Regions from separate parts of the Mus musculus genome. Here region 1 is linked to region 2. The links are chromatin contacts, called in public HiChIP or PLAC-seq maps. All regions are on one chromosome and are shown on one strand. The core of a region is the stretch at or near the end of the contact, and the rest is flanking DNA. Distances in the headings are between cores, read along the strand shown. Region 1 has its middle 110 kb from the start of Gm41271. Region 2 has its middle 56 kb from the start of Tars.

What was found. HiChIP or PLAC-seq counts read pairs in DNA pulled down with a chosen protein or histone mark.
Region 1: an H3K27ac HiChIP or PLAC-seq map of heart atrium shows a contact between it and region 2, with 6 read pairs. The contact joins two enhancer-like sites. A contact is called at or near these places in 1 of 15 datasets of contacts at CTCF or cohesin (the NIH/3T3 cell line), 1 of 484 Hi-C or Micro-C datasets (embryonic stem cells) and 5 of 115 datasets of contacts at active chromatin or transcription factors (embryonic stem cells, fibro-adipogenic progenitors and heart atrium).

The regions. Positions count from the first base shown.
Region 1 is chr15:11,589,203-11,592,076 of GRCm38.p6, reverse strand. No RefSeq gene overlaps it. Among named protein-coding and RNA genes, the nearest start is that of Gm41271, 110 kb to the left of the region's middle. Within about 2 kb of position 1,371, at least 10 of the 459 cell types and tissues checked have an H3K27ac peak or open chromatin away from gene starts, as enhancers often do. A contact at or near this core is called in the NIH/3T3 cell line and heart atrium, where this site is marked.
Region 2 is chr15:11,454,037-11,457,217 of GRCm38.p6, reverse strand. No RefSeq gene overlaps it. Among named protein-coding and RNA genes, the nearest start is that of Tars, 56 kb to the right of the region's middle. Within about 2 kb of position 1,772, at least 40 of the 459 cell types and tissues checked have an H3K27ac peak or open chromatin away from gene starts, as enhancers often do. A contact at or near this core is called in the NIH/3T3 cell line and heart atrium, where this site is marked.

The DNA.
Region 1 (2,874 bases), core at 122-2,621, 140 kb before region 2:
TTGACTGATTATTTTAAGCAGTTGCTGTTGAGTTAATGAGCACAACAGCCATGTCAGGTCTACAGGACAGCATTTTGCAGTTCTCCTCCTCTCCAGCTCTTGAATTCTTTCAGTAGAGGCTGGGAGACTCTGAAGATGTAAAATTTAGGGTTGAGCACTTAACCTTTTATTCTCAGCAAGAGACGAAGTGTTGAGAAACAAAAGTGCTAAGAATAATCTGGAAGTAAGTCCTTCTTAGCTCAAAGTAGCGTCAAATCCCCCCAAATGCTGGGCTTGTCCCAGGCACCCCGGTGCCTCATACCCATTAACTCTTAGATACAAGGCATGGCTGTGAATATGATCACTCTTTCCAAGTTCGCATCTCATTTATTGTCTCATCTTACATCATCTCTATGTTGTCAGAACATGAACACCTTTCTGTTTTTCTATCCTTGTGCTCAAATTTGCTTTAGTCTTATGTATGTAATAAAATACATGAAATGTTTGTCACCAGTCCCATTGATAAGATTTTTTAGGCCCTATATTTATGTAAACAAAGTCCATAGATTATTTTTCCATGGTATTAAGATCTGGTATAAAAATCTATGGTTTATAATTTTTTCCTAATATTTACATAGCTGTTTTTTATGCCAGTCTATATTTTTAAGCTTCCTTGTAAATCGTAGGATATTTCCGAGAAAATTGCCTTCTCAACTTTGGATTCTATGGTTCTTCTTGGCTATGTCTCTAACCTGACTGTTGCTGGTCCATTTTACCAGGTGCACTAACTTTTATAAATGTAGATTCAGATGTTTGGCTATCTCTGCTGTTTTCTTCATGGTTTAAATAGAAGCTATGTCCTTGGAGTCTAGTATAGGATTTGTTTTTCTTTATTGCTTATCTTCCATTTCAGCCATTTTCTTTCTGTTTCTTGGGGCACAGTATTTTTCCCTTTTGTAATCTTTTGTTTTCCTGGTTTAATATCCCATAATATTAATCACTTGAGCTTGTCGACTCTCGGGTATTTGGCAGTCTGCTCATCCTGTCCTGATACTTTCGTGTGTTCCTTGTCTCTTTTTTCTGAGTTTAGTCAATTTCTTCTGCGAGTTACTGCTTCCTGTCTATGTTGTTTCTGACGGTTCACATTTGCAAAGGCTTGTTCAGGAATTCGAAATCAGATGGGGGGGGGGTGTTGTGTCTTCCTTTTCTTCTGTTTTGTGATGCTTTCTAGGAAGAAATTTCTATCTGGTGAAGTATTTTGATTCTGGTTTTGTAATTTTATAGTAACTTTTACATGATACATTCAGTTTGCCATAACCCATCTCATTTAGACATTGGTGGCTGGCAAAATTTTTAGTTAAATAGCGCCCTCTTCTGTCAATGTGGCAAAGGCTGGGCTTAATGAGGAGGGGCTGAGGAAAATGAGTAATTTTTCGCTTAGGAATCAACTTTGTACATTTTTATTATATTCAGGACACGAAGCATCTTCTTACTATTTTTTACATACTTTTCATCCTGTAAGTCTGCCTTAATTTAGTTTCTCTTGATGAGAATTCCATTTTTACACATATTGTCAAGTGGACTGACACAAAGACTCTACTGAAGCATGCTTCCCAGTTATGTCTACACTGTGCTATCTGCTCATAGCTTCACTGATGTCTATCGTCAAACCTCTTGATATCATCACATTCCTAGATGTCTCTGAATTCGTTGAGCATTTTTCTTAAGCGACTTGCTTGTATCAGGGCCAGGCATTGCATGTCCCTGGTAAGCACTCTGCGGACTGGGGATCTCCCCAGTCTCCCCTTTAGTGCTTGGAACCCATTCGTATTTTCTTCCCTGTGAACTATATTTTCACAGCTTTTACTCTAATATGGGCTGTATTGAAGTACTTCTTTGAATCTGGAATTAGGGTTTGTTGTGAATTCAGTTCTAGCCTTTGCCTAGGAACACACAAGAAGCAGAACAATTAAATTAGACGGGGCGGACATTTGCTCTGAAGGGAACATTTCACAGGCTGAACTAATCTAAGCAAGTTCATTTACCCCCCTAATTTGAACTGGCTCAAGGCTGAGTCACTGAGCTAGATATTTATATGGTCTTAAGATAAAGTGTCCTGTGAAATCGCAATGTCAGTTTCTGCTGGAGCTGGTATCACAGTGTGCAGCACGATCATCCAGCTCGACAGTCCTGAGTAAAATGGGGGCTGGAGGAAGCTGACTGCAAGAAGAAAGCAGGAAAGACGCTGAGTAAGAAACAGAAATAATTGATGCTCCAATTCCATGAAAGCCGGGAACAAAACACTCATTTTGTTTCAGTGTTACTTGAAATTTGTAATACATGTTTTTGAGATTGTCTACTGTGGCCTTAAAAAAAAATAACCCTTTACTTTAAATTAGCTGATTTGCTTTCTTTTCCATAATTACAATGCCTTTTCTGTGAAAAGCATTAAACTGTGTGGCCCATTACCTCAAAGGGCCAGTGTATAAAAGATCCAAGGGGTTATAGAGCTCAGTTTGTGACATATAGAATATACCTTCTGGTGTAGGCAAGTTTTTATTTTTATTTTTTAAATTATAACTTATCCCTCACCGGCTGAGCTCTCATTGACAAGGTTCCAGATCAAATGAATAGGTCATTTAGTTATCTAAGTTTTCATTTATGATGAAAATTATCTTTCAATGGTTGTAACCATTCAACACTTGCTTGTGGATGAATTAAAACCGTTAAATTGAAAACACATATAACGATATACCCATTTTAGATGGAAGAAATAATTCTTCCAAACCATGTAGAATATATATATATATTAGAATATATATTAGTTCTTTAAAAAGTAGGAGGAGAAGGAGGGAGGGAAAAAGGGGAGGACAATAATGACGGGGAGAGACATGT
Region 2 (3,181 bases), core at 523-3,022:
TAAAGCTCACATATTTCATCTTGAACATGCTTCTTCAAGTCTATATTTCTCAATGCTTTTAATAAAACACAGTTTATGAACATAAATTGAAAACTTAGCCACCATGAAATGAGACAGAGAATTACGCAAATGAGCTAGGAAGGGCATGATTATTGTATTAGAAAGCAATTGCTCTGAGGGCTAATTAGCAGGCAGAGCGCAGTTGAAAAGAAGAAAACAAATTTCTTGCAGTGCTGCATGGGCATGAATAATTGTTTTTATATGTACAGATGTTCTGCGTGTATTATGTGTGTGCAGCAACTATGTGCCTGGGGCCCATGGAGGCCAGCACGGGGGCTTAAAGCCCCTGGAACTGAAGTTACAGCCAGTTATAAGTCACCATATAGGGGCTGGAAGTTGATTCTGGGTCATCTTGAAGAGTGACCAGTACACACATATACACATACATGTGGGTGCACACACACATACACACACACACACACACACACACACACACACACACACAGAGAGAGAGAGAGAGAGAGAGAGAGAGAGAGAGAGAGAGTAAAAGGATGGTGATTTAAGAACACCATCAATGCCTTAAGGCTCCAGGGCAGACCCACTGACTCAGAGTCTGTACTGTTGATATCAAAGTGTCTATGTTCCTAAAGTTGTACGACTAATTATAATACCTCACCACAGGGTTGGCACTATGGTATGTATGCCTGTAAACCCAGAACTTGGGAAGCTGAGACAGGACTCTTACAAGTTTAAGCCTTGCCTATGCTACATATGAAGACCCTGTTTCAAAAACAAACAAAAAAAAAAAAAGGAAAAAAAAAGATTTTAAAAAGTCACTTAAGAGCGTGTAAGGCAATCCATGGATATAAGTCTGCCTAGTCTTTGCTGTTTGTGAAAGAGCACTGAGGTCCACATTAAGCATTTGAGGGTGAAGCCAGTCTTTGACCACATGTTCTCCATATGACGTGAGCAAGTTCCTGTGGATCCTATGGGAGGTTTTGTTTCCTTACTTGTAAAGTTCACAGAACAATACACCTCCTCACTCACACTTTTATATGCGTTAAACCACCACTTAGCATGCCATGCCAGAGAGATTGGGCGGAAATACTTCAAATACTATCTGCTTAGAGTTTACCACCTCTGGAGCACGTTGTTTTCATCAGTCCTGTTAGCTAAATGAGGAAGGGAGGCCTAAGCCCACCAACGACCCTTGCAAGAAAATTACTAACATTAAGCTACTTAAATTTCTCTCTAATAACTCAATCGAGCAAGTGGGTAGGATGACATAAAGAAACTAAAATATGAACTTCTTCATTTTAAAATGAAAGATAATCTAGTCATGAGCGCTTGTGACACTCAGCCTACACATCACTGAAACAAACAAACAAACAAACAAAAAAAAAATTTAAGAAACCTGTCTGAAAAAAATAAAAAAGCATGAAGCTCTAAAAGCTGTCCCGTCATCACGTTAACACCATCTCGTCAGGGGAACACTAGCAAACGTGTGTGTTAGTGGAGCGGCTGTTGCAATAAATCCTTGGAGGACCGATCGAAAAGGGGGGAAAATTCCTCGAACATTTATGAAAATGTTTTTCTTGGTTTGGTAATAAATGTTTATAACACTGGGTGTTTGCCAGCGTGGCTTTCCTTATACAATAGCTTTGTGAACATTTTTAAACTATCACAGGAACCGGCGCTAGGAAGGAGCTGGGAGGATAAAATGAACAGTCAGTAATATTCTTTCAGAGGACTGGACTGCATGAACATTTCCAGATTTGATTGCTATGAGTCACAAATTCCAAAGGCCTAATCCTTCTCCCTATCACAGTACAGTTAGATTTCACCAGTCCCTGCGGAGAGATAGAGAACCAGCTCTTTGCAAACATTAGGAACAAAGCCATCTTATTAGTCTATTGGGACATGAAAACCAAGTTTGGTACCTGAGCAGAAAAAAAATAAAATAGGAAAGGGCTGTGTGCAAAGCTGCCATCCATGTACAGACACGAATGTGATAGCGATTCCAAAGGACGGCTTTGCAAAACAGGAAAATGCTCAACTATGATGATTCACATTTCCACCTAAGGTGGAATTTCTAAAGCAGACTGTTTCCAACAGACTTCGCAGTATAACAATTCTTTTGGCGGGTGCCAAGGGGAAAAAAGAGAGCCAATTGAAAGCACAAGTCTCCATGTGAACATGTGTCGTTGTTTCTAGACTTTGTTTTCCTCAAGAGAGGTTTAGGTGAAATTCTTTTTTAATTTCCTATGGAAAGGGCAACTTAAAGGGACTATCCAAGCCTCACACTCTGGAGAACTCGCAAAGAAAATTCTAAAGGAAAGATAAAGTTAAGAAGGAGCATGTCCACATGGACAGACCATATCCTCCAAACCTGAAGCATGCTCAGAACAAGAGGAGCAAATGTTCAAAGACCAGTCACACAGCTGGAGGCTGTATTGTGGTGGCTTTTACTAGACTGTAAACAGTGACGGTCTCAGAGCTTATCTCAAAACCTAGATCCAGAAATCTTGAGGATAGGGAAAGGGATTTGTGCTTATTTTGAAATGTCCAACACAATCTAACATTTTGAATCCTCCTTCTCTGGTTGTAATACTGTTCTGAGGGATGTGGAGTCTTGAGGGATCTAGCGGGTGCAGGCAGGGTATACTGATGTCAGTCTGTTTATGCTGCTTCCTGATCTGCTAAGATGTGAAGGGCTGCTCAACCTCACACTCCTGGCACCATGGACAGTTGCACCCAATGGCCCTTGTCCACTATGATAGACTGTGCCTCTCTGAAACCATTAGACAAAATAAAGCTCTGCCTTCTTTGATTCTGTCAGGTATTTTGGTGTTTGCTGGCACAACTTTCTTTATACAATGGCTTTGTGAACATATTTTTTAAACTAGTGGACAAACTGGTGCTAGGCAAGAGCTGGAACAACAAAATCGACATGTAGTAATGTTCTTACCAAGGACTGCATGACTACTTCCAGGTTTGATTGCTATGAGTCACAAATTCCAAAGGTTTCATCTTTTTCCCTACCACAGTGCAGTTAGATTTCACAAGTCCCTGCAGAGATAGAGATTTAATTCTTTTCAAACTTTGGAAATAATGAACACAGAAAACCAATCCCAGAGAAGTAGGGTGTGGTGATTTAAATAAAAATGCCCCCTCCCAATTA